Linked DNA regions of Mus musculus: all the other regions are linked to region 6. A link is a contact called in public ChIA-PET and promoter capture Hi-C data. All regions are on one chromosome and are shown on one strand. Each heading gives the region's core, a stretch centred on a gene start, on an enhancer-like site or on the middle of the called end of the contact. The rest is flanking DNA. Distances are from core to core; before and after follow the strand shown. Region 1 holds the start of Tnfaip8l2 (tumor necrosis factor, alpha-induced protein 8-like 2). Region 2 holds the start of Psmd4 (proteasome (prosome, macropain) 26S subunit, non-ATPase, 4). Region 3 holds the start of Gabpb2 (GA repeat binding protein, beta 2). Region 4 holds the start of Tmod4 (tropomodulin 4). Region 5 overlaps Gabpb2 (GA repeat binding protein, beta 2). Region 6 holds the start of Tars2 (threonyl-tRNA synthetase 2, mitochondrial (putative)).

Region 1 (4,353 bases), core at 1,377-3,876, 610 kb before region 6:
CCGGGAGAAGCGGACCTGAGTTTCACTTCTTCTTCAGTCAGCTGTTTCCTTTACTGGAACTGGATGGGAGCGAGAGCCGCCTCACTCAGTTCAGCCTTGCTTTGCCCCAGCAGTAGTTTGGGGGTGGGGGTGGCCTCAGTGTCTATAGCACTCTTGGGAGAGAGTGAAGCCAGGGGATCGAGAAGCATTGGTGCAGGGTTAGAGAGCCCGATGTGTCATTTCCCAGTCAGTCATTTTGCCAAAGTCCAGTGTGCTGAGCTCCGGAGCTTCAGAGCTTGCCCTCGTCCAGCAGCTTCCGGAGCCCATCACAGATCTTGCCAAGGTGCTGAGTGAAGTCAGGCCCATAGAGGGCAGCCAGCAGGTCGGGGTCAGAGTAGTGATCAAACACGTGCCTGATGCGGTCATGTGACTTGGGTGTGAGGTGGTGCTCCACCAGCTCCAGCAGAATGTCCCGGCACTCGACGAGCAGACCTGCTAGCACGGCAGCCTCAAAGGTGAAGTCCACCTCACCGAAGCTAAGTGCGGTCATGGCGCCCTGCCGTAGCTTCTGACGAAATCGTGTAGCCAGAGCCAGCTCCCCAGGGCCAAAGCAGCCACTGCGGTGCAGCACAGCCACTTTAACCGCTACCTTGATGAGGTCTTTGATCACCCGCTGTGCCTTGGGCCGGCTGTGCGTGTATTCTTTGGACACGCGGTAAAGCTCGTCTAGCACCTCGCTGCTGGTCTCGTCGATAAAGAGATGCGCCACGGACCGACCAGCCATTTTACTCAGCAGCTTCTTCTCCGCTTGTAGTGCCAGACTCTTTGAGCTGAAGGACTCCATGGTGCTTGCGGTCGGTGTGTGATCAGTCACTGGAAGAGGCAACCGGCTAAATGAGAGAAAAGGAGAGAAATGGCTTTTCCTCATCTTCACCGCTCTGCCTGCTTTGTCTTCCCACTCCCCTGGGCCCCTCCATCCTGTAGGCTTTGCTTCTGCTTTTTCCCTTCCGTGCTGTAAACAAGACATTTGTGTCTCCAAAACAGCCGCGAGGAGCAGGGAGAGCCTGGCTGGAGGAGTGTGGGCATGGCTGGAGTCAGGGCAGTGGGCTATGCGGCGGCCGACCGACAGGGAATTTGCACAGCGCCCCTCTGTTTCCAGGCTTGAGATCCAAAGCTCATGTCAGTGGGGGTACCATAAAGTCTTAAAAGAAGTGAGAGATATAGGGTCTCCAGAATCTTAAATAGAACACTTGGCTTTTTTTTTTTTAAAGAACCTACTGTGTGCCAAGTGTTTGATATTAACTGTCTTGGTTTACCAACTTCATATGGGTGACAAGCCCTGTTTTACAGAGAGAAATCTCAGACTGAAGGACTCTTTTTTGTTGTTTTTGTTTTTTCAAGACAAAAGTTTCTCTGTATAACCCTGGCTGTCCTAGAACTCGCTCTGTAGACCAGGGTGGCCTTGAACTGAGATCTGCCTGCCTCTGCCTCCTAAGTGATGGGATTAAAGGCATGTGCCACCACCTCTGGGCAAAGCTAAGAGATCTTAAGCAACTTGGCCTAGTAAGTATGAAAACAGGCTTCAAGGAGTGGGACAACACTCTCAGACAACAGATGCTCACAGTCACCTATAACTTTAGCTCCAGGGAGACCCAACACCTCTGGCCTCTACTCACACATATACATAATAAATAACAGACACAAATTATGAGAAAAAATAGGCTACAAGTCAAATAACCCCTCCACATTCGCCCTCCAACAAGGAGGGCGCTCTTTTGAAGGGTGGCTGCGGCAGCAGGTAGTGGTCTCAGGCTGGCTAGGCTGAGCAGAGCGAGGCCTTCTTGGTGGTATATCCTGTGCCTACGGACAGGGTCTTCTCACCATGGGCCTTGACTGTGCTTCTTCTGGTTGTTTTGCTTCTTACTTCCCCCTCCCCGGCTCTGCAGGATGTGGCTGTGACCGCAATGAAGGAGCAACCTCACCCTCTCCCTCAAATGAAAATAGGAGTCCTCTCAGAGGGAGGACAGCCAGGGGGCTCTCTCCGGCAGCCGAATCACTCCAATGGGAACCTGCCATCTTGATTTGTTTCTGCCTTGCCCTGTGGATCTTTCACACTGGAGATGATTTTTCTATAGGGGCCCGCTTTCCTTCCCTACCTGCCCTCCTCTTACCCAGCTCTCTATTGCTCCCTTTGCCATCTCCAACTAGGTCCCCAGTCCTCCCAGGGTAGCTATGTCACTCGCTCTTTTTGTCCCAGCCTCTACGTGACCCTCATGAATCTCTAGCCTAGCAAAGGTTTCTTTCACTTTGCGTCACTGTACTTCCATGTCCGAAGATACTGTAGATCTCTAAATCTCTAGTCGTTACCCCATGTGCATCTCTGTCCCTCAGCTCTAGACTCAGCCACCATCCCAAGCCAGGTCTCACTCTCAGACAGCCTTGCCCCATCCACTAAATACACTAAAATGGTTCTGGGGAGAGAGGGGGAGACCCAAGAATTCTACAAGCGAGAGTTTCACAAGACAGAAAGAAAGGTGAAGGTGAAAGGGTCAGGATATCCTGTCAGTGTCACCCCGAAACCCACCCTCTGTCATTGCCAGACTCTCACCTGCCGTGTGCTGGGTGCCAGTCTGGCCTTGGATGTTTCTGAGAGCTCACAGAATGGAGAAGCTCCTAAGAGGCCCTTTGGTCTAGCCCCACCCCAGGCCCCGCCTATCTACTCTCCACCTCCGGTTCATCATCACTGTCACCAAGAAGTCCAGTGTCCCAAGAGCCACCTAGAAATAAGACAAAGGTCAAAAGGAATGGAATTCTGTAGGAAGCACCAACTCTGAAGTGGCAAGGACGGATTTACACACCTCCACCTAATAAAAGGTCTGCTTCTTTCTTGCTGCCTAATATTTTTGTGGTACTGAAAACCGTGCAGAGTCCAGATTTTAATGTGAGAGACAGTGAGGGAAGTACTGAAAGATCATCGAGTGGTGTAGTAGAACAGCATTATACAAGCATCTTCAGGCCCTAGAAGGTAAGATTGGCACAGACTGCCCCAGCCAGAGCAGGCAGGAGGTAGGTGCCAAGGTTAGGGCTGCTGAGCCATGCGTGACCAGCAGGTGTCAGCATCGAGCCAAAACGCTGGAGTACAGAGCTTAATAGCTTTAAAGGGCCTGATAAATGAGGGTAGACTCCAATGAGGCAAAACTACACCTTTAATCCCAGCATTCTGGAGGCAGAGACAATCCAATCTTTGAGTTCAAGGCCAGCCTGGTCTACAGAGTGAGCTCCAGGCCAGCCAGGGCTGCATAGTAAAATTCTTGTCTTGGAAAAACCACCCACAACTCCAGCTCCAGGAATTCCAGTGTTCTCTTCTGGCCTCCAGAGTCACCTGAATAAATCAGTACATGAACATACACTTGGGCACACACAGACACACAAATCTTTAAAGGAGTGAATTATATAGCTTTCTTCAGCACAGATTGAGAACCCAAAAAAAGGCCTTAGGATTCAGGGATTTAAAAACTGATTTGGGGGCTTCCAGAGACTGGAGTCAGCGACTCCATGGCTCAGTGACTCACTGATCTTCCAGATGTTCTGACTTTTATTCCCAGCACCTATATCTGGTGGTTCATAACCACTAGTTAGTTCCAGTGGATCTAATACCTTCTGGTCTCCTTGGATACCTACACACATGTAGAATACACATACATACAAACAATAAAAGTCTTTAAAAACATATTTAGTGTGTGCATGTGTGTAGACCAGAGAACAATTTATTTATTTATTTATTTCTCTCTCTCTTTCTTTCTTTCTTTCTTTCGGTTTTTTGAGACAGGGTTTCTCTGTATAGCCCTGACTGTCCTACTGTCCTGGAACTCACTCTGTAGACTAGGCTGGCCTCAAACTCAGAAATCTGCCTGCCTCTGCCTCCCAAGGGCTGGGATTAAAGGTGTGTGCCACCACGCCGGGCTTCAGAGAACAATTTCTGATGTCATCTTCAGGAACCTGGTCTGGTTCACTTTCTTTGAGGCATAGTTTCACTGGCCTGTCTCAGAGTTTCTATTGCCATGATGAACCACCATTCTTGGGGAGGAAAGGGTTTATTTTGCTTACACTTCCGTATTATAATCCATCATTGAAGGAAGTCAGGGCAGGAATTGGTGCAAAGGTCATAGAAGACAATGTTTATCACATTACTTTCTCAGCTTCTTTTCATATGGCACCCAGGACCACCAGCCCACGTGCCCACAGTGATCTGGTCCCTCCCATATTAGCCATCAACCAAAATAAAATAAAGCACCGCACCTGTATGTGGGGGTGCACACTTTTAGACCCAGCATTGGGGAGGTAGAGGAAGGCAGGTCTCTGTGAATTCAAGGT
Region 2 (4,110 bases), core at 911-3,410, 710 kb before region 6:
CTTCAGCAACTTTGTAATGACCTCTCCTCAACATGTCTTTTTACAGCTCTTAAATTCTGAGGATTCCCCAAACACCATGCCGCTACAGAGCTCTATACTTTACAGAGCACCATCACATATGGCTTACCTGCTTGTACTATGAGACACAGAGAAGTTACTACAATTCTCCAACAATATGCAAAATGTAAGTGAGAGCCAGGGAACTGTTTGGATTCTAAATCCATCTTCTATTTTAACATACTCTATCCCAGAAGTGAAAGCAAACTTAGAAAACAAAAATAGGGCTGGTGAGATGGCTCAGTGGGTAAGAGCACCCGACTGCTCTTCCGAAGGTCCAGAGTTCAAATCCCAGCAACCACATGGTGGCTCACAACCATCCGTAACAAGATCTGACTCCCTCTTCTGGTGTGTCTGAAGACAGCTACAGTGTATTTACATATAATAAATAAATAAATCTAAAAAAAAAAAAAAAAATTAAAAAAAAAAAAAACAAAAATATAGGACTTAAAAGTTAAATTTTAATTTCAGATGAATAATGAGTAACTTTCGAGATTTATATTTATTGTTTTTAGGTGTGTGTGCGGGCACCTACAGAGATCAAAGGCACTGATCTTCTGGTCCTGTCAAGAAGGCAGCAGCGAGGGGCGTGGTGGCGCACACCTTTAATCCCAGCGCTCGGGAGGCAGAGGCAGGCGGATTTCTGAGTTCGAGGCCAGCCTGGTCTACAAAGTGAGCTCCAGGACAGCCAGGGCTACACAGAGAAACCCTGTCTCGAAAAACCAAAAAAAAAAAAAAAAAAAAAGAAGGCAGCAGCAAACAACATGGGTGCTTGGAACCAAACTCTGTGCTCTTACCCACCCAACCATCTCACCACCCTCAACAAGTAACTATTTTGTTGTTGTTTTTGTTTTATTTTACCACCTTTTGAGACAGGGCTTCTCTGCATGTCCTAGAACTTGCTCTATAGACCAGGCTGGCCTCAACCCCTAAGAGATCCACCTGCCTCTGCTGCCCAAGTGCTGGGATTAAAGGTGTGTGCCACTACTGCCCGGCCCCAACAAGTAACTTGTAAGAGCAATATTTGGGTTGGACTTAAAATTCCCTTTCATACTAAAAAATCACTCATGATTTGCTTGAAATTCAAATTTAACTGGGCATTCTGGTAGTCTTATTTTGAGACAGAACCTTGCTAGGTAGTCCTGATCATGAAAACTCCCTGTCTCATCCTCCAAGTGCAGGAAACCAAGCTTAAGCCATCCTGCATTTAGGTGGCAGTGCTAGCCAATCTCCAAATGAAAACATGGGCCTAGTGACTCAAGTTTTTAATCCTACATACTCATTCCAAGTTCAAGGCCAACCTGTGCATCTTCTCAAATAGCGACTTCAAAGCCAGTCTGAGCTACAGTGTCAAAGCTCCATCTAAAACAATAATGATGACAAATAATAAATGCAATCCAGGTGTGTGATGAGGCTCATTGGTAGAGCACGTTCCCAGCGTTCACAATGCTCTGGATTCAATTCCCAGAAAACACAAAACAAAGTCCTCTTGTAGCCCTGAAAAAAAATATGTTCTCAGCTTTCTATTTATTTTCTTGTCCTCAGTTTCTAATCTAACTCTTAATAGGTACTCATCCCAAGTATAAACCTGATAAAACCTAGTTCATCCTGCTTATCACGGCCTCTTAATTTGCTGTGTGACTACAGCGGATCCCCTAAAGTCCTTCCGACTCATTATGAGACAAGGACTATTTTCCAAGAATGCGGTTGTGAGGTTTACATGCGATAAAGTACAGAGAAAAGAAAAACTTGGAGGCGAGTGGAGGGGGCAGTTGGCCTCTGCTTTATGGGAGACCTGAAATTCAGGGAAGGGAACAGGAGTTCCCGGGCCTGCGTTCCTGGGCCGGGATGACTCAGGGAGTCGTCTGCCAGAGTCCCGCGGGCCCCGAAGCCACATCTCGCCCGGCGACCCAGTCCCCAGCCCAGGCCCTCGGGTTTCGGCGCCACGCGCACCAACAACCCAGACGCGCCCCCCAGCCACGTCCGAAGCTCCTCACCAAACCATAGTGCTCTCCAACACCATCTTGCCTCCTTCCCTCTGCGGACCGGCTCCGGGACTGACAAACAACAGCACCTCCGATTGGCCTGGTGCTCATCACCAATCAAAGAACTCAGTCTTCATGCTGCCCCGCCTCCGCGCCCCGCGGTGTGTTCTGGGACTTGTAGGCGCCACAGAAATGGAAAGGTTGGTTATCCAATAGAGTTGGCTACCTTCGCAGCAGCTTCCGGAACAGCTGTAAGCTCTCTGCACTCGCCTGGCAGCAACACTCCAGTGTGAGGCAGGAGAGCTGTAATTTACCCCCTCTTCTGCTCTCTTTCTTTTGTATATTTGGGTTTTTGATTTGTTTTTGTTGTTACGGTTTGAAAAAGGATGACAGCAATTCGCTGTGGAGCTCAGGCTAATAAACTCTATTGCTTCACCTCCCAGTGCTGTTTACAAGGGGCACACTCATGCTAAGATCTGAACTGCAATTTCCAGGCCAACGTGGGCAACATAGCTACTACGTAGTGACACTGCCTCGAACACATAACAGACACTCATGAGTGCATACACTACTGTGGATATGTCAGTCCAAGCATAATCACTTAAAAAGTGTGTCAGCATCGTTAACCACATTTTAACTTCCTGTTTCCCATTGCACTGTGTTTATGCAACTGCTACAAACACTTGTATCCTCAAATTCGATTTACCTATCTACTGCCTACCAAAAAAAAAAAAAAAAAAAATCTATGCAATTCCTAACTCCAGTATTGAGTCTGACAGGATGAAGGAATCCAGAAAAGTTTTGACCAATTAAAAAAAAAAAAACAAACCAAAAAAAATTTTTAAGCGTTTGTGTGTGTATTCAGGCCCTGCAGAGGCTGGAAGAGAATATCAAATCCGGAACTGGAGTTCCAGGCAGCTGTGAGCTGCCTGTCTTGAGTTCTGGGAACCGAACTCTGGTCCTCTAGGAAGAGCAGTAAGCGCTCTCTCATAAGCACTGAGTCATTTCCCCAGCCCGCAGTAAACACCATGTAATCACCCAAGGAACGAAGGATAGCCAGCAAGTTATTTTGGTTTGTTAATTAACCTTTAACACCAACCCTTGGGAAGCAGAGGCAGGCATCTGTGGGTTTTAGACCAGCCTGATCTATATAATGAGTTCCAGGGCAGCCAGGGTTATACACAATAAGACCTTTTCTGGGGGTCAAAGAAAAGAAGACCTGTTGGCACTTGCCTGCGATCCCACCTATATAATGGAATGATTACAAATTCATGGTCATCTTGGAAATTTAGTGAGAGAATTCTCAAAAATAAAAAGGGAGAAGGGCTTAAAAGATGTCTCATAGTTAAGAGTCCATCCTGTTTTAGTAGAGGAGTAGCATTCTGTTCCCACCATCCATATGGGGTGGCTAACAGCTGCTTACAATTCCAGCCCCAGGGGACTTGATGACTCCTTCCGGCCTCTGTGGTTATTCAAGTAAACACACACACACACACACACACACACACACACACACACACACCTACACACACCTACACATACACACAGCGAGAAAGAGAGAGAGAAACATATATACACACAGAGAGAACATACACAATACACACAGACACCTTAAAAAATAAGAACTTAAAAATGAACGAGTACCTGAGGAGGGCCTCAGTGGTCAGTGCTTGCTGAGCACAGCCAAGGCCCCAATTTCAACCCTTAGTAAAAATAAACAAACCCCAACACTACCAAAAAAAACCCCACAAAGTTCTGCCAGGCAATGGTGGTGAAGGCCTTTAATCCCAGTACTCAGAGGCAGAGGCAGGCCGATCTCTGAATTTGCTGCCAGCCTGGTCTACAGAGTGAGTCCAAGACAGCCAAGGCTACACAGAAAAACCCTGTCTCCAAAACCAAGACAACAACCACAAAATTCAAAATGCTTTGATTAATTAGTACCCCACAACCCAGGAAATACAATAGGAAATCCTGGTCCTGGTTTCTAGTTCTTGCAAATGCTTTATAGATTTTAATAAAGTATGCTTTAGCTAAACTTACTTATTTGTTCTGCTTTTAGGAGTACAGT
Region 3 (4,234 bases), core at 378-2,877, 540 kb before region 6:
AAGTTCCACCTGCCCAACCTATACAACCCCATGGTTCTGAATGCTACAGAGGGGAACTGTTCTCCCTTACTGGATATGCATCCACATAAACTTCACATGAGCGTTTGTCTAGTGTGTATCCTAAGATTTTTCTAAATTCTCTTCCTAGTCCCTCTGTGCTAGGAGTTGAATCCAGGGCCACAGGCATGCTACATTCACACTTGCCTCTGAGCTATACTCCCAACCCTGCCTCCTAGGAATAGGAAGCCAATAAAATACAAAACAAGACCAGGAGACCTTTCTGGGTCAAGTAGCACAGGCTGGCCTTGAACACCTGGATCTTTCTCTCTCCTCTTCTCAAGCACTGAGTACTTAGTGTTCAGAACTTTCAATAAATATTTTAATAACCATGGAGTGCCTGAGCACTTGACAAAGCAGCCCATTACCAAAGAATAATAACTTTTGTTTATCATTTGGGTGTGGTGGTTTGTTCTTTGCAAAGCATGTACAAAAAACATGGCTCACCTCAGTAATTCCAACACTCCAGGGGCTAAGGTTAGAGAATCGCTGTGAGGCAGCCAATCCAAACTACATAGTAAGACCCAAATATTGGATTGGAAACTAGAGAAAATCCTTTATAGGAAGAGGGAGACAGCAGAATTCCTGGAGGAAATCTGTGACAAGAGGTGCACGCTAAGAAAGAAAGCAATTGAAGAATTCTCGGTCTGTACTTTTTTTTCTTTTTCTCCCCCCCCTCACCCCCCACACATTCCCACTGGGAGGCCAGCTGTACAAGCATCTGTGTTGAGAACTGGATATAAGTCCATGACTGCTCTTGTTCACATTATGAACTTACTAAAGTTTCACGTTATTACTGGACCTTGAAAAGTCCAGTTCCCACTTCCTCCCTAGTCACATATCCCTCAGTTTTTGACATCAGCACTCTGCCAAACTCAGGGGCGCCAACTTGCAAGTGGGAGCCCCAGTCTGTAGTGGCAGCCCGGACTCCTGCGCCACACCGCCCCCTCGTGGTCACCCCATGTGGCCTTGGCTTCCCGGAGTCCAGCTCCCCAGCCCCAGGTCTTCCACCCACCCCCTTCACCTCCCAGTCCCCTCCCCTTCCTCCCGACAGCATCCCCTTCCTCTTGGTCCCTCTCCCCCCCGCCGCCACCCCCGCTCCGGCAGTGTGCAGGCCGGCGCCCACAGGTCCTGGCCGGGCTGGGCCGGCCACTTATCACTGCCCCTTGCATCGCAGTTCGGAAGCTCCGGAACCCTGCGTGTCCTTTCCCCCTCACCTATTCCGGAGCGCTGCCGGCTTCGCTCTCACTGGGCCCGCCAGTTTGGTCCCGTTTCTTTCTCTAGTTAAGACTCCTTGCCAGCGGCCTCACTTTTCGGCCTTTTCACATATGCATATTTGGGGGGGCCCTTACCCCCCCTCACGGAGAAATGGAGGCAATAAAATGGCGGACCCGGAAGTGAAGGCGCTGTGACTATACGTCCTGGCGGAGGAATCTGAAGGAAATGGGTTAGCGGAGCCACTTTGCCCTTCTCTCAGGACCTCAACGCACCTCTGAGTCCGACTCCTTCCTACTGAGGACCTCGTGAGCTGGAAAAACGTATACCGCGGGCATCCTGAGCGGGACTACTTAGCGAGGCGCAGGATCACCGATTACGTGGCTTACGTGAGGGATAGTTCCGGCAGGGGACGGACGCAGATGGTAGTTTTGGCGCCAACCAGTGCAGCGCTCGGAGGAACTGGTTACTGGTGCGTGTTGGCGTCCGCACTCTACCTTCCTGCTGGTTCAACGCCGGGCTAACTTGAGGGTTGGGGGAGAATCTTGCTTCCGCTATTCGGGACCTTCTGGTTATGCACTCCTGTCTGACCGGACACTTTCCCAGTGTCCTGAATATAGGTCAGGAAAGAACCCCTGAACTTTTGGGGGGAAGACTAGAATAGGATGGGACATGAAATTGCATGTCTTTCATTTACCAGTCTATCTTGGTTTCTGTTCACCATTTTAACTGATATAAGGACCGAGAGAAAGCTCGGAGAAAACCTTTCAAAAATCAATAACAGGACGCTGGAGCAATGCCTTAGGAGACCCCAGTTCAATTCCCAGCACCCACATTGCAGCTTACAACTGCCTTTAACTCCAAGATCTGACACCCTCACACAAGCAAGCATACATTTAGGCAAAACACCAATGCACACTAAAAATTAAAATCAGTAATAATAACAAACACGCCTTTGATCACAGCAGGAGGCACAGGTCTCCTAATTTAATACCAAAGTGCTAGGCCCACCCTAGCAGAGTCCAGCAGAGTCAGGTGGATTTCTCTGAGTTCAAGGCCCGCCTCCGAAGAAAACCACACAAATTTAAAAGTTAATAATGGGCTGGGGGGCGTGGCTAATCTCTGAGCACTGGCTGCTTACAGGGGAACCCTAGCAGGGCCTTGTAGATGCTTGGCAAGCCCTTCTACCATTGAGCTATGTCCAAATCCTAAATTGTTCTTCAAAGTCAAATATTAGACAGACAGAAGGAAGCGCTGGAGAGATGACTCAGTGGTTAAGAGCACTGACTGCTCTTCCAGAGGTCCTGAGTTCAATCCCCACCAACCACATGTTGGCTCACTTGTAATGGGACCCAATGCCCTCTTCTGGTGTGTCTGAAGAGTGCAACAGTGTACTCATATATAGTATAGTAAATCTTTTTAAAATAAAAAGAAAAGCTTCACTTAAAAAAAAAAAGAAAGAAAAAAAGATAAAAGGGAAAGCTGGATTCGGAAGTGTGAGTAAAATCTGTAGTACTTCATTGGAATGGAAAAAACTAAGCCCCAGACTTAGGATTTAACGTCTTTATTCCATAAATGAATAAACAGCTCCGCAATTCATCTGCAATAGCTTTGGAAGGAATGGGGACGGGTAGGGTCTGAACATAACTGCTTACTTCACGGTCTTATGGCGGCCAAAGAACTGTGTCAGGAATCACTGATTCCTATCACATACTGCAACTACAGAAAGGCAAAGCTAAAATACTTAGGACCAAAACATCTGCCTGTTCCATGACAAAATCACAATTTTATATAAATTCCCCTAATAATACTCTGGTGTTTCTTTAGATCAGATACATCTTTTGTCTTTTAGGAATTATCCTCATAGTGAAGTTTCCCTGTGAAGACTCAAATCTGATTTTCTGAGCATTTCTACCCACAGCTGGAAGCAGAGCTGGATATTAAAGGAGCTACCTCTGAAACGGTGCGATGTTTTTCCTCATCCCACTCCTTTGTTTCCCACCTTTAACTGCCTGCGTGTTTCTGGGGAAGAGAATGCATTGTAAGCAGCAGCAGCATTTCTTATCTTAGCCTTTTAGAAATCCTGTTTTGTAGAAAGTGTCTCAAAACTTCCAGGTTCTCATTACTTCTTGAAGCAGTATTTGCTTACTGGCCTGGTAGAGGACATTAGGGAGGCTCAAGTAATCTTTGAAGTTGATTAAAATGTAACAAACAAACAAAATAATTGGTCTCCCATTTTGCACAACTGTACCTCTCTGTGGTGCCTCAAATAAGGGTGATTCTTTTCTGGGATTAGTTAATATTCTCCGGGCTGACGGGAGGAAATCCTATGATCTAGTACTCCATTGATTAAACCCTTGACTTTGTGCCTAGAGGGCTTTTGAGAGAAACGGAGTAGGCAGATAAATAAATAAATAAATAAATATAGATAGATAAATAAGTACGTACATACATACAAACCTACAATTCAATTGGCAGATTCATCAGCACCACCAGCACAATAGAGGGAAGAGAACAAGATTAAAGTGGAAGGCTTAGAGAGGAAGGGACTTAAGAGGGAAGATAATGAAGGTACGGGGTGGGAGAGAGATCTTGGCCTTAAAGCAAGTCCAGGTCGACAGAGTGGATGCTGGCAATAGGCGCTCTCCAGAAGTTGAAGGTGCTGTACTCAAGGAGGGGGTCACCTTCAGGGTTCTTCTGCTCCGTCCCAGATGCCTGCCCGTTCATTTTGCCAACGCTGCTGCTATCCTTGCTCTCGTAGGTAGGTGTATCTGACAGGCCCAGGCCTTCCAGCTCCGACAGATCCAGTTCTGGGATGGGCATCCTCCAGAAAAGAAAGGAGCTGTACTGGCTACTTACAGGGTCCCTCATGATCCCCTGAGGAAGAGCAAATCACGTGTTAGTCTCCACGATAGAGCAAGCTCCTTGCCCCGTGCTTTCCCTTGCTTAAGTTGTTCTTTTC
Region 4 (4,268 bases), core at 1,003-3,502, 630 kb before region 6:
GAGCCATCTTTCCAGCCCCATGGCCTGGTAAATACTGAGGTCACAGCCAGCAAACCTAGCCTACCACCTTCCTTTGTCTGTCTCCGCAGCATTTTGTGACTTTTCTCTTGCCCTCAGCCTTGATCCTGCTCCTACAGCCTCTGCACTGGCTCCACATGCTGGGACCGGGACTGGAGCTGCCGCTGCCACCCCTCCTGCTCACTGCTCTCGCACCTTCATCACGTTCAGTGATGATGCAACGTTTGAAGAGTGGTTCCCCCAGGGGCGACCCCCGAAGGTCCCGGTGCGGGAGGTCTGCCCAGTGACCCACCGTCCAGCTTTGTACCGGGACCCTGTTACAGACATACCCTATGCCACTGCTAGAGCCTTCAAGATCATCCGTGAGGCGTACAAGAAGTACATCACTGCCCACGGACTTCCACCCACCGCCTCGGCGCTGGGCCCCGGGCCCCCACCCCCCGAGCCACTACCTGGCTCTGGGCCTCGAGCCTTGCGTCAGAAGATTGTCATCAAATAGAGACACCTGACCCCTAGACAGTCCCTCTCCTGACCTGGCTCTCCACTCCGCCCTCCCTTCTGCCAACCTTCGCCCTTGTTTCCCTCAGTTCCTCCCTAGTTCATTTCATTTACTTGTGCTCTTCATTTTTTTAATCTAATAAAATGGTAAAATCCTTTTTGTCTGATGTGTAAGGTTGGGGCAGAGGCAGGGGGATTTCTGAGTTCGAGGCCAACCTGGTCTACAGAGTGAGTTCCAGGACAGCCAGGGCTAAACAGACAAATCCTGTCTTGGAAAAAAAAAAAAACAAATAAATAAATAAATAAACCACAAGTTCTTGCTAATTTATCCAGACTAATTTCAGACTCCTGGGCTCAAGCAAGCCTCCCATGTCAACCTTCCAAGCGCTGGGCCTAGAGGGGTAAATCACTGTTCCTGCTCTGTCCTTTTAAGTAGCATGTATTTACTAAGTAGTGGGTGTCATAAAGATGCCTGCACTCATGTCTATCATTTTTATTACACTTACCTGGGTTATCCATATTTAACTCTCTTAGTCTGTCTTAGTCAGGGTTCCTATTCCTGCACAAACATCATGACCAATAAGCAAGTTGAGGAGGAAAAGGTTTATTCAGCTTATACTTTCCACATTGCTGTTAATCACCAAAGGAAGTCAAGCAGGTCAGGGAGCAGGAGCTGATGCAGAGGCCATGGAGGGATGTTACTGGCTTGCTCAGTTTGCTCTCTTACAGAACCCAAGACTACCAGCCCAGAGATGGTCCCACCCACAAGGGGCCTTTCCCCCTTGTTCACTAATTGAGAAAATGCCTTACAGCTGGATCTCATGGAGGCATTTCTTCAACTGAAGCTCCTTTCTCCATGATAACTCCAGCCTGTGTCAAATTGACACATAAAACCAGCCAGTACATAGTCTCTTAAATACCAGAACAAAATCCTTACACTGAGTGTGTGTGTCTCTGTATGTGTCTATGTATACAACCACGTGTCGGGTGGTGCACCTATGCAGAGGCCAGGCAGGGTCATCTGTAATTCCACCTATCCTTTGAGACAGGCTCTCTTTCTGAACCTGGGCTCCTGTTCTCTAGGCTATCAGGAGCCAGCAAGCCCCCAATGTTCCTGTGTCTGCCACCCTGTTATGCTGTTATGTAGGTGCGGGGACCTCACAATTGTGCAGCAGTCTTAACCACCTGAGACCTCTCTCTCTCTCGTTTTTTCAGGACATGGTTTCTCTAGCCCTGGCTGTCCTGGAACTTGTTCTGTAGACCAGGTTGGACCTTGAACTCAGAAATCTGCCTGTCTCTGCCTCCCAAGTGCTACGATTAAAGGCATGTGCCCCCTCTCCCTTTTAAAAAAGTTAAAAAGGAAAAAAAAATTACTACAAGGCTTTGAGCTCACCATGAAGTTCATGCTGCTCTCCGTCTTGTAGCAGTCCTATCTTAGTGTCCCCTGTCAAGGGAATTCAGGTGTGAGGCACAATGGCTGTTACATTGATACATCATCTTCTATTCAGTGCTTTGAGCAGAACTGGTACCCTACCGTAGGAGTCATCTGATTCTCCACTGGAGGACTCTGCTTGCAGGGAAAGAGGACATGTCATGGCTGATACTGGCCACTAGAGGCTCTCAGGGCTGGGCAAGGTATGGGGTCTGTGTATATGTGATCTCCCACCACTCCCCACCTGGCCAGAGCTAAAATAATAAAATGCTGAGCTCACTGTTCCCCCACGCTCTCCCCCGGCACCAGACTCCTCCTGCTGACCGGACAGTGTCCCAGTAGAACAGACGGACCAACTGACAAGGGGAGGTGAGAGGTGACCATTGGGACTGGTAGGTGGGAACAAGGGGTCTTACGGGTGAGAGCCTGGTGGGAGATGGCAGAGTGGGCCTAGGGGAAGAGAGTTGGCATGTCTCTGCTGTGTCCTGCCGCCGATGTTTCTGTCTTGACTCTGTAGCTGCCTTGTCAGTGCCTCACGCTCAGTATCACCTTCCATGTTGAGTGTGGTATGTATTTAGAGCTTGACTGTTTTTCCCACTGAAAGGTGGTGCAAGTTTATCATCCCACCTCCTCATTTAGAAGACTTTTTTTTCTTCTTCTTCTTCTTTTACCCAGGGTTCCAGTGTCACCTTTCTGGTGACAGATTATGGGAACCGAATGCCTTCTGAGGCCACACTGCCCTTCCCCCAATCTGGAAGTGCCCCAGCTTCTAAGCCTTACTTTCCCTTCTGATTTAGACTTTTAGCAAACACAGAAAGTGAGGTCTTGGTCCTTGACAATGAAGGAGGGAGTGAGGGTGTCATTAGAGGCAACCACTCTAACCCAGTCAAGCCTCCTTGCTTACCAGTTTCCAACAGGCCTGGGTAATGGGGAAGAAAGGAGGAATTTTCCTGGAGCTCTCTGCCTCCCCCTCCCACCTTTCAATAGGAACTGGGCGTGGAGCCAGCTGTGCTGGCAGGGCCTCCAGCAGCTGTGTCAGGGCAAGAGACGTTGCCGGGTAAGGTTGTAGGGGAGGGTGCTACCAGGATTTCTCCATCGCACGGTGGGTGGATAGACCCAGCCTGGAGACTAGAATCCCCATCTAGAATGGCTAGAAAGTGCAGGGACTAGGAGGGAAACTAACAGTGAACTATCTGATTTTCCCATCCCTGGCAGACTCTAGTCTCTAAGGTCAGTGTCCTAACTATGGCTGGACTTCTTGTGCCCTCAGTGTCCACATCCAACAACTTTTCTCATGTCCCCCAGGCTGTGAGTGTCACACCGTGGGGAAGGGGTAGGGGCCACCATGTCATCCTATCAGAAGGAACTGGAGAAATACAGAGACATCGACGAAGATGAGATCCTAAGGACCCTGAGCCCTGAAGAGCTAGAACAGCTGGACTGTGAGCTACAAGAAATGGATCCTGAGGTAGGAGCACAGGCCAGGGCATCCCTTTGTATGTGGGAAGGAGTGATTCTAGGTAGCTGAGAACAAGACATGAAATCCCAAAAGGACCAGGGAATATCTGTCTGGAGAGTGCTTAATTTGTTCCCCAAAATTCATCCCTAAGAACATGCTCTTGCCAGCTGGCCTGAGACAACGTGACCAGACAAAGAAGAGTCCAACAGGGCCACTGGACAGAGATGCCCTATTGCAGTACCTGGAGCAACAGGCGCTAGAAGTCAAAGAGCGTGATGACTTGGTGCCCTACACTGGCGAGAAGAAGGGTATGGGCACCCTAACATCTATGCCTCCCAGGAGCCAAATGGCTGTCTCTTGTGCCTCCCTGCTAGCTATTCTCCCTGTCTCCAGTAGCGATCTGTCAGAGACTCAGTCTTGATGACTACATGCTAATTTGTTCTCTTCAGTTTTTTGATTTTTGAGATAGGATCTCCTTGTGCAGCCCGGGTTGGCCCTGAACTAGCAGTCCTACTACTCTAGCTTGCCAAATGCTGAGATCACAGACATCTGCCAGCACACCAGCCTGTCCTCTTCAATCCTTAGGAGGGAATGAGAGGACCAGAGAGTCCCTGTACAACATTCAGGCTTTCTGATGTCACTAGTGATCCAGTCTGACCCCATATGGAAAAGATAGAGAAGGTGGAGCCACCATCTTGGAAGAAACCACCTCTGCCTGAACAGTCCTTCATCTCTCTATCAGGAAAACCCTTTATTCAGCCTAAGAGAGAAATCCCAGCACAGGAACAGATTACGCTGGAGCCTGAGCTGGAGGAAGCGCTGTCCCATGCTACAGATGCTGAAATGTGTGACATTGCAGGT
Region 5 (4,346 bases), core at 671-3,170, 560 kb before region 6:
TGTTTTAACCCCAGGAGTTGGGTAAGAGGTTGCTTCACAGATGATTATGATTTGTCTCGTGCACTAGCCGTGGTGTAATTTTTGCCAGCTGCAGATAGTTTAACTCTGGGGACTGGATAATGAGAGAACTCGGAGAAGGTCTATGGCAGTGGCTGCTTCCAGTCCCCATGGCTGTGGTTTGATGACAAAGAGCTGGAGATACCCTTACGATGAAGACTGGACTTGCCCCCAAGGATCCCAATGATTCCTAACCTCAGGAAGTAGTCAAAAGAGATCTATGTCCCCTTTTCCCTCTAACTTCTTTCTCTCCTACCTAGTGTTGGGAATTGGAAGGGATTAGGATGTGATAAGGGTTGGAAGGGAGGCAGTTGTATAAAAACACAGTTATATAGTAAAAAAAAAAAAAAAAAAAAAAAAAAAAAGCCAATATATCACAACAGTTGGCTATCATTAATGAAAGAGCAGGCAACCAGACCCTTCCAGGGTTTGTAGGAGAGTACCTCCTCCAATTATCTGCCCCTAGCTATATGAATTCCTAAGATTTTTTTCTTCACAAACTGTAACTTCTTCACTGCTATGTAACTTGATACTTAATTTTCATTTCTTTTTTTACTTTATGACTGTGTAGTGCACCCAGAGGCCATAATGATGTGTGGGAGTTGGTTCTCTATCTGCCATGTGAGTTCCTAGGTTGCTGGGCCTGGTGGGAGCACTCACCTGCTGAGCCATATCGCTGGCCCCTGAAAGCTTACTGTTGTAGTTATCAGAAGGGCGTTCTGCAACACATATGCCCAACTCCACTGGAAACGCCAGAACTATGTTCCCAGCCAAACTTAAGCACACATGGTGTAACCATGAAAGGTGGGAGGAACCAGATTGTGGATTTCAATATTTTACTTTTTCTTTTTTTTTCCTTTCTTCTTCTTTCCTCTCTCCTTTTCTCTCTTCCTTTCTCCTTTTCTTCTTTCTTTCTTTCCCTTTCTTTTCTTTTCTTTTCTTTTTTTTTTTGGATATGGGTTTCTCTGTGTAACCAGAGCTGTTCTGGAACACTTTCTGTATGTAGATCAGGCTGTCCTTAAACTCATCGAGATCTGACTGCCTCTGCCTCCCAATTACTGGGATTTAAAATATGTGCCACCATGCTTGGCACAGTTCTTTGATATTTTATATGTAATTTAAAAGTGCTGGAGAATAAAAAACAAAAGAAATCGTAATTCACTTAGCAGATGGGCCACCAAGCTGAGGCTCTGAGAGAGCTGGAGAGGGGGCTGACACCAAGTGAGGGCTGCAAGTGTGGCCAGTCCTGGGGTGATGGGATCTGACTGTGATGCCGAGGCATGGGGTCACCGAATCCATTAGAAAGGGAAAATGAGGACCAGTGGGAAGGAGATAAATCCTCCCTCAGCCTCGCCCCATCCTTACTGTGTTCCCTAATCCAAATGGACTTCAGCCAACTGTGTGGTTAAAATTCTTTTAAGGCTGAGATGGCTCAGCAGTAAAGGTGCTTGCTGCCAAGCTTGATCCCCAGAAGCCACATGGTGGGAGGAGGAAGCCACTCCTGCGACCTGTCTTCTGACTCCACGTGTGCTTCAGCATGTTCCACTCCCTCCACAAAGTAAATGTTCCATTGACAACAGTAGATTAATTCAATGTGCTTGGCACAGTCGACTACATTTCCCTTACTTATTTGTTTTCTTCCATTGCTAGTGCCTAGCAGAACGTGATGTCACCCACTCCCGAGGCCTCTGTGCAGCCCTCCTTGGCAGCAGGCTTACAGAGCATGGCTCCTCACAAACTGAGCATGGTGAGGGGACAATGCTCCTCCTGGGCTGTGCATCCGCAGATAATGACAGAACAGGACAGCCTTACAGAGCACACATGCTTAACAGCCTCAGGGTTTGAAGCTGGATAAATGATTGACAATGTCTATGGTCCCAGCACAACAGAGCTGAGCCAGGGAAATGGCTCAGTACAAGTCTAAGACCAGCTTAAACTACACAGTGAAAAGGTGTCTCAAGTAAACAAATATTCCCCAAACTTCACATTTTATTGATTTATTTTTGCTTTTGGAAACAGGGTCTTGTGTAGCATAGACTGCCAACACAGTTGCTACGTAGCCATGTATGACTTTGAACTCTGACTCTTTGGCTGCCACCTTCCAAGTGTTGGGCTGTAACCATGCGCTTTCATAGCTAATACAAGCCTCAAGTTTCCAGTTCCAAACACTCAGCAAGGCACAATGGGTTAATGCTTTGAAAACCACTATTTTCTACTTTAACTACAACGTGATGTGCTTTAAAAAAAACTGTAGTGTTTTACTCGTGTATCTGAATGCTGCTCTCACAGCAAACATCTAGGTTAGTGAATTAGCGCTGATGATGAACGAGTCTACCTTTATGAAGTAACTCAACACTTCTGCAGAAGTATACTTTTTATGTTATGAATTTCATTTCCCCCAGTCTTTCATTGTAACTTCAGAGATTATGGCAAGCATCAACTTATCTCTCCCTCCAAATCCAGCCTTATTTGCCCCGTCTTGTGACAATGGACCTGGACCTCATAATTGAGACTTCTTGTCAGCTGGCAAGGAATTAAGTCAATATAAAAGTTGCAGCTGCCAGGGCTGGGGAATGTAGCTCTGTTGGTATCGTGTTTGCCTCCCTAGAACATTTGAAGCCCTGGTTTCTATTCCCAGCAGGGAGGGGCATGAGCCTGTAAACCTAGCATTCAGAACAGAGGCTGGAGGGTCAAAAATTCAAGGTCATCTTTGGCTATACAAGTTACAGGTGAGCCCAGGCTAAATGAGACTATTTTAAAAGGAAAAAGGAACATAAATATGCATACAAATACATGTATAACTATATTTTGGGAGACGAACAGTTTGTTGAATACATTCCAAGAGGGCAGTGGGCCGGAGTACCCAGAGTACAGCCTGCAGCCTGTTGGTAACTCTTTTGAGGTAGTGTATGCTCACATGGAAGGCAGAGGTCAGCCTCTGATGCTGTTACCCAGGAAGTGGCCAATCTGTCCTCCTGAAATAGGCTCTGGGGTACCCTGATTAGACTAAGCTGGCCTCCTTTTATTGTTTTTGGTTTTGGAGACAGGCTTTCTCTGTGTACACTTGGTTGTCCTGGAACTCACTCTGTAGACCAGGCTGGTCTACTCAGAGATCTGCTTGCCTCTGCCTCTCAAGTGCTGGGATTAAAGGCATGTGCTGATCTTTTTAGTTTGAGGACATCCTGATCTTCCTAACAAGTTCCAGGAGAACCAGGGCTACATAGAGATCCTGTCTGGAAAAAAAAAAAAAAGGTCAAAAGTGAACTGAAAAAAAATGAAGTGTTAGCTGGAGGTAGGGGGGTGGGGCAAAGTGGAGGTGGGAGTGGCGCACATCTTTACCGTGTTTGGGAGGTAGAGGCAGGGAAGGATCCCTGAGTTCCAGAACAGCCAGGGATGTCCACAACGAAACCCTGTCTCAATAACAACAACAAACAAAATGAGAAAACTTATGAGCGTATACAATGAAGCTCACTGTTGCCTTCTGGGGGATGTGACACTGTCACCTCTCCTTGCCCTTCGCCCCTGGCCTCTAGCTCATGAAGTGGTTTCCTGCTTCAGGACTGCCACTCCAGCCCTCTCATCATTTAAGAGTTACTTCTGAAGTCCTGAATCAACTGGACACTGGGATAAAGTCCTCAAGCCTGTGATGGTGGTGTACAGGTACAATCCTACCACTTGGGAAGGAGAAGCAGGGACATCAAGTGCTCAAGACTTTGAGGCCAGTCTGGGCTGCACAGAAAGCTTCAGGCCTAGACTGACTAAACAAACAAACAAAAAATCAAAACAACGAAACAAAACAAAACCAAAAAAACCCAATTCAACCACCTCATAAAACAAGCTGTTAAATTCCCATGTTTGAGATCAGTACACAAGACTTAGAAGAAGACTTTTCCAAAGGTAAGCTGCTCGTCAGTCAGTCAGCTCCTAGCTGTAAACAGTCTCTTTCTGTTCCATGTGTTCTTCTTGATGCTGTGGTTGTGAGCTACCCTTTAATGGCTGAGCTATCTCTCCAGTCCTGTGGATTTTTCTTTTTACAAGACTATATTTATTTTTATTTATGTGTATATGTGTGTGTGCATGGCTGCCTACATGGGTTTATGTGCATCCTGTACCAGCAGGTATCTACAGAGATCAAAAGAGAGCACTGGATCACCTGGAACTAGTTACAGGCAGTTGAGAACCACATGAAGGGTGCTGGGACCAAAACCCAGATCCTCTGCCAGAGCAGTCAGTGCTCTTAAGCCCTGAGCAATCTCTTCAGCCTCCTTGTATAGCCCTGACCTCCGAAT
Region 6 (4,228 bases), core at 12-2,511:
TTCCTCGGGAGTCAACAATCATGCCTTTAGAAGAGGGTCTTTCTTTGGCAAAGAGCATCGCCAGCAGGCTAGGTTGGCTGACCAGATTACACGCACATGTCACCACACCCTTTTTATTTTTAACCTGAAACTATTATTTCATTTATTTATGGGTGGGGCACACATGCTACAGTGTGTGTGTGTGTGTGGGGGGGGGGTCAGAGGACAATTTTTAGGAGTCAGTTTCCTTCCACAAATTCATATTTCAGGTCCTTATGCTTGTGTGGTAATCAATTAAATGACTGACTGACCCCCCCCCCCAACCCTAACCCCCTCCCTGCCCAAAGACTACACCTTTCTGATGGGAAACAAAGAAAAAGAAAAAATGTAGCGGGACAATGGTGGCGCATGCCTTTAATCCCAGCACTTGGGAGACAGAGGCAGGCGGATTTCTGAGTTTGAGGTCAGCCTGGTCTACAGAGTGAGTTCCAGGACAGCCAGGGCTACACAGAGAAACCCTGTCTCGAAAAACCAAAGAGAAACAAAAAGATGCTTTCATTTTCTGACCGGGTGCAGAAAAGGACAGAAAAATAATTCTTGTAGGTAGAAAGGCTGGCTTGATACCTGATCTGATGGGCCAGTTGGTAAGGGGTTGTGTTCCATGCAACAGCATCTACCTTCTGGCCTTCAGGAAGTGATATCTTAATAGCCCGGGCTTTCTTCTGTGTCATACTTGCTAACTTTTTCACGTGAGCGGTCCATAGCTCCTCAAAAAGGCCAAATCGTTCTGCCAACCAATGTGGAGGAGTTGGTGCAGAGGCCTGGAGGAAAAGGCACGTTAGGAGGTATCGCGGGCTTATTTCCACTACTCCGGAATGGGGTCGTAGGGGTTATGGGTGTTTAAGAAGCATTGGTTTTAAGGTGGAAACTGGGTGACACTAGGTCTTAATTTGGGGATTCAAAGGAACCGCACATTTCCGAGTGGGGCAGCAGGGTCCAGGAGGGGCTGGACAGCCTGCCCCCTTGGACTCCGCTGGGCTAAATGGTTGGGAGCTTGGCGTACCTCACGCACGGTGTGGAGCTCGCAGCGGCGGAACTCTGGGAGTGGGAACCCAAGCCGGCGCCACCTCAGACAGAGACCCATGCTGTCTCAAATCGGTACCTCCATGCTCCGATCACCGCTTCTTCCTCACCAGGCTCCTCATTGGCTTCTAAGTCAGTAATATCCTTTCCTATTGGATAACATAGCCGCCATTCCGGCCGGGCACCACCCCCAGGAACTCCGCTGAGGTAGAACCCACACAGCAGCAGCCGCTCTGGGAAAGGTTCCGGTTGACCGGAAAGTGGAAGCTGTTGCACACACCTGCAGTCTGGGTTCCCAAAGTGACAAGAAGGCATCCAACTTTGAGGACAGGGCATACCTCCTGGGGCAAGAATGAGAGAAAAACAGGAAGTGGAAGTTAGTCATTTTCCTTTAATTATAAAATTTATTAAACATTCTTAAAGCTGACAAGAAACAAGTACAGACACTGGAACTAAACATTTAGTGTAAATCCTGGATCTGGCATTAAGTAGTTTTTTTTTTTTTAAGTAAACTTTCTGTAATCTCGATTTTTTAATCTATAAAACAAGAATAAAAATATATGTTCCATTCTGAAGGTACATTTTGTGTAAATTGCTCATCTCGGTGCTTGGTATATGATAATTAGCACCAGCAGCAAGACACTGGTTTTGTTGTTGTTTTTGTTCTCTTTTTCCCCTAGGCTGTCCTGGAACTCACTCTGTAGACCAGGCTGGCCTAGCACTCAGAAATCCACCAGCCTCTGCCTCCCGAGTGCTGGGATAAAAGGCGTGCACGCCCACTGCCCGGCTTGCAAGACACTGTTATTACCACTGAATGTAACAACTCTAAGACTATCTTGGTGGTCATTCCTTTGCAGTCGTGGTGGAGGGACTTTAGAGACCTCTTAATGTCACAGATGTGGAATTTAATCAATCAATCATTATTGCGTGTGTGTGAAGAATCTTTGAAGGCGTGGGCGGCACAGTTTTGTAGGTCACATGCTACCTTTCTGTGGCCACTTCTGTCCTTTCACTTTACATGGGTCTTAGGGGTCAAAGTCACGTTGCCAGGCTTGGGCAGTAAGTACCTGTTATCTGCTGAGCCATCTTACAGGTCTCAGATGTGGAATTCAAAGATTACAGAAGGTAGTTTAAGGTAAAAAACATGCGTGCCGATGAATCTGCAGTGTGCACTCTTCCAGCATACCTTGTTCTTTCCATAGTTTATTTCCAATAGACTCCCTGACCATCTTAGAGACATCCAACATCTTGTTCTCTGTTCCTTACATAAGCCTTTGGTCTCTCATCAGCACCCCACCTTCATCTTTCTTTATTCTTTCTTTGATCTCTCTCCATTAAATCTCAGATGCAGGGCTAGACATATTAGCTTTACACAGTAAAAACAGAAACACGGTCAGATGTGTGGAGAAGCATAAAGGGAAATGAACTTATTAGCACCCTTATTAACTCAAGTAGTCCCTCACCTGGGGGTGGGGACACTTAGTCCATTCCCAGATTGCAGTGGTGATGGGATCATGGGGTCTTGTGGAAGAGTTGTCAGAACAAGCTGCTTAACCTAGGCTTCCAAAGCCCAATGTTCGTTCTGCCTGAGGAGGGCAGCTGACTTGAGTCATAGGCCACTCTGGGGCTCCATCTTCTGATATGTTAGACATCCTGAAATACAAAGAAAGAGACAAGGCTGTGGGGAGGAAGATAGTGTGTGTGTGTTCTTGTGGTCAGAGTGCAACATTCACAAAAAATGGCAATGGCAGACCTAGATTTTTTTGTGGCACTATAACAGAGGCAGGGTAGCGTCATACTGCAGACAACAATCTAGGAGGTGCTCAATAAATATATGTTAAATATGTACTGATCATGTAGTGACTGTAAATTTCAAAAGGTAGAGATTTTTGTCACTACTTTTTAAATTATTCTACAGTGTCCTTTTGTTAGGATCACAGGGAGATACCACCCGGGAATGACAGCTTCTTACACGCATCCTTTAACATTTACTATGTGCAATGCACTGGGCTAATGCTGACCAGCTACCAACATCACGCAACCTGCAGTGGAAGGAATGTTGTGTTATTCCCTCACCCACTGTAGCAAGCCAGGTATCTAAGGCCAATACATACTTGTTCTCCTTGAACATGCCTTGGCTTCAGGAGATATTAAGCTTTTAGTCTACCTGGAAAACACCTCTGCAACTTTCTTGCTCACCCCACTCTTGCCTGCCAGGATCCCGAGATGTGGCACTATTTCACAATTCCATCTTATTCCAAGAACAACTCTGTCAGTAGTGTTCTTATGTTCCCTTTAAACCCTGGAAAATTATCTCAAGGCCAAGTCCTAGTCTGTCCAAGCCACAGCCTGGGTTGCTCAGAGTCACATCACTTCTCTAAGGCCAGACTCATAATGGGTCATGCTTGCTAACATGCATTTCTTTCCTTTTCCTTCCTGAAGCACATGGCCCAGACACTTGTGCCCACAGGACTTTTAGAGTGAAGTACTTTCAAGAAAAAAATCAAGAAATGTGGTGTTTCCTAACTTGTTCCTACAGACTAGCTACAGACACTGAGTAAATGAGGTCCACAGGAGGAGAAGGAAGTCTGCAATAAAGGGCGCCCCAAATCCTTAATTAAAATAAAGCAACTTCTCAGGTTTCTTCTACTTTTAGACCAGGCATCCTCACTTGGTCAAAGTTTTGGTTAAGATATTAATTTTAGGGGCCAGGCGTGGTGGCACATGCCTTTAATCCCAGCACCTGGGAGGCAGAGGCAGGCAGATTTCTGAGTTCGAGGCCAGACTGGTCTACACAGAGAAACCCTGTCTCAAAAAACCAAAAAAAAAAAAAAAAAAAAAAGATTCATTTTATAGGTTTAAGCTACTTGTAACTATCTCCAATGGATACTTTTCATTTTATCAGGATCAGTACATAGTCCCAAATTCATTTTAGCTATTAGAACCAAATTCTGCTTACTAGCACCCAAAATGTGAAAAATTGTTGCCACTTTTCCCAAGGGACATTGGGGCTCAGAGTCTCAGAAATGGTAACTTTGCCACTCTTACAGCTCCAGTCCCTAAGACGTGCTGGTAATTCGGGTTTAAAAGACTATTCAGTATTGTCTGTGTACGTTCTAACATGGGGCCAGCTTTATACTTTTATTTCTACTGCCCTCAGCAAGGA

Evidence for each region. Promoter capture Hi-C pulls out the DNA fragments that hold promoters and counts their contacts. ChIA-PET counts read pairs in DNA pulled down with a chosen protein or histone mark.
Region 1: a promoter capture Hi-C map of fetal liver shows a contact between it and region 6, with 4 times the contacts expected there. The contact joins the promoter of Tnfaip8l2 here to the promoter of Tars2 in region 6. A contact is called at or near these places in 6 of 39 promoter capture datasets (the C10 cell line, fetal liver, hippocampal neurons and 3 more) and 2 of 9 other capture datasets (embryonic stem cells and pancreatic islet).
Region 2: a contact with region 6 is called in a promoter capture Hi-C map of liver, with 2.7 times the contacts expected there. The contact joins the promoter of Psmd4 here to the promoter of Tars2 in region 6.
Region 3: a contact with region 6 is called in an RNA polymerase II ChIA-PET map of effector CD8 T cells, with 9 read pairs. The contact joins the promoter of Gabpb2 here to the promoter of Tars2 in region 6. A contact is called at or near these places in 5 of 39 promoter capture datasets (the C10 cell line, erythroid cells, pre-B cells and 2 more) and 3 of 115 datasets of contacts at active chromatin or transcription factors (craniofacial prominence, effector CD8 T cells and embryonic limb bud).
Region 4: a contact with region 6 is called in a promoter capture Hi-C map of liver, with 3 times the contacts expected there. The contact joins the promoter of Tmod4 here to the promoter of Tars2 in region 6. A contact is called at or near these places in 4 of 39 promoter capture datasets (fetal liver, hippocampal neurons, liver and 1 more) and 1 of 9 other capture datasets (pancreatic islet).
Region 5: a contact with region 6 is called in a promoter capture Hi-C map of liver, with 2.7 times the contacts expected there. The contact joins the enhancer-like site here to the promoter of Tars2 in region 6. A contact is called at or near these places in 4 of 39 promoter capture datasets (cranial neural crest, hippocampal neurons, liver and 1 more) and 2 of 9 other capture datasets (adipose tissue and liver).

What each region holds. Positions count from the first base shown.
Region 1 is chr3:95,139,728-95,144,080 of GRCm38.p6, forward strand. Tnfaip8l2 (tumor necrosis factor, alpha-induced protein 8-like 2) reads right to left here and starts at 2,627. Exons shown (of 2, transcript NM_027206.3): 1 at 2,588-2,627; 2 at 1-869. The coding sequence starts at 823. The coding sequence ends at 269.
Region 2 is chr3:95,040,454-95,044,563 of GRCm38.p6, forward strand. It overlaps Psmd4 (proteasome (prosome, macropain) 26S subunit, non-ATPase, 4), which reads right to left and starts at 2,161. Exons shown (of 10, transcript NM_008951.2): 1 at 2,055-2,161. The coding sequence starts at 2,080.
Region 3 is chr3:95,216,315-95,220,548 of GRCm38.p6, forward strand. It overlaps Gabpb2 (GA repeat binding protein, beta 2), which reads right to left and starts at 1,628. Exons shown (of 10, transcript NM_029885.1): 1 at 1,275-1,628. It overlaps Mllt11 (myeloid/lymphoid or mixed-lineage leukemia; translocated to, 11), which reads right to left. Exons shown (of 2, transcript NM_019914.4): 2 at 2,230-4,149. The coding sequence starts at 4,143. The coding sequence ends at 3,871. Gm16740 (predicted gene, 16740) reads left to right here and starts at 1,143. Exons shown (of 4, transcript NR_108026.1): 1 at 1,143-1,744; 2 at 3,125-3,235.
Region 4 is chr3:95,122,262-95,126,529 of GRCm38.p6, forward strand. Tmod4 (tropomodulin 4) reads left to right here and starts at 2,253. Exons shown (of 10, transcript NM_016712.4): 1 at 2,253-2,317; 2 at 3,254-3,416; 3 at 3,559-3,715; 4 at 4,150-4,266. The coding sequence starts at 3,294. Vps72 (vacuolar protein sorting 72) reads left to right here. Exons shown (of 6, transcript NM_009336.2): 6 at 118-790. The coding sequence ends at 517.
Region 5 is chr3:95,193,346-95,197,691 of GRCm38.p6, forward strand. The region is part of intron 7 of Gabpb2 (GA repeat binding protein, beta 2); the gene reads right to left. Among named protein-coding and RNA genes, the nearest start is that of Gm16740, 22 kb to the right of the region's middle. Within about 2 kb of position 1,921, at least 32 of the 459 cell types and tissues checked have an H3K27ac peak or open chromatin away from gene starts, as enhancers often do. A contact at or near this core is called in liver, where this site is marked.
Region 6 is chr3:95,753,716-95,757,943 of GRCm38.p6, forward strand. Tars2 (threonyl-tRNA synthetase 2, mitochondrial (putative)) reads right to left here and starts at 1,262. Exons shown (of 18, transcript NM_027931.3): 1 at 1,043-1,262; 2 at 604-800. The coding sequence starts at 1,123.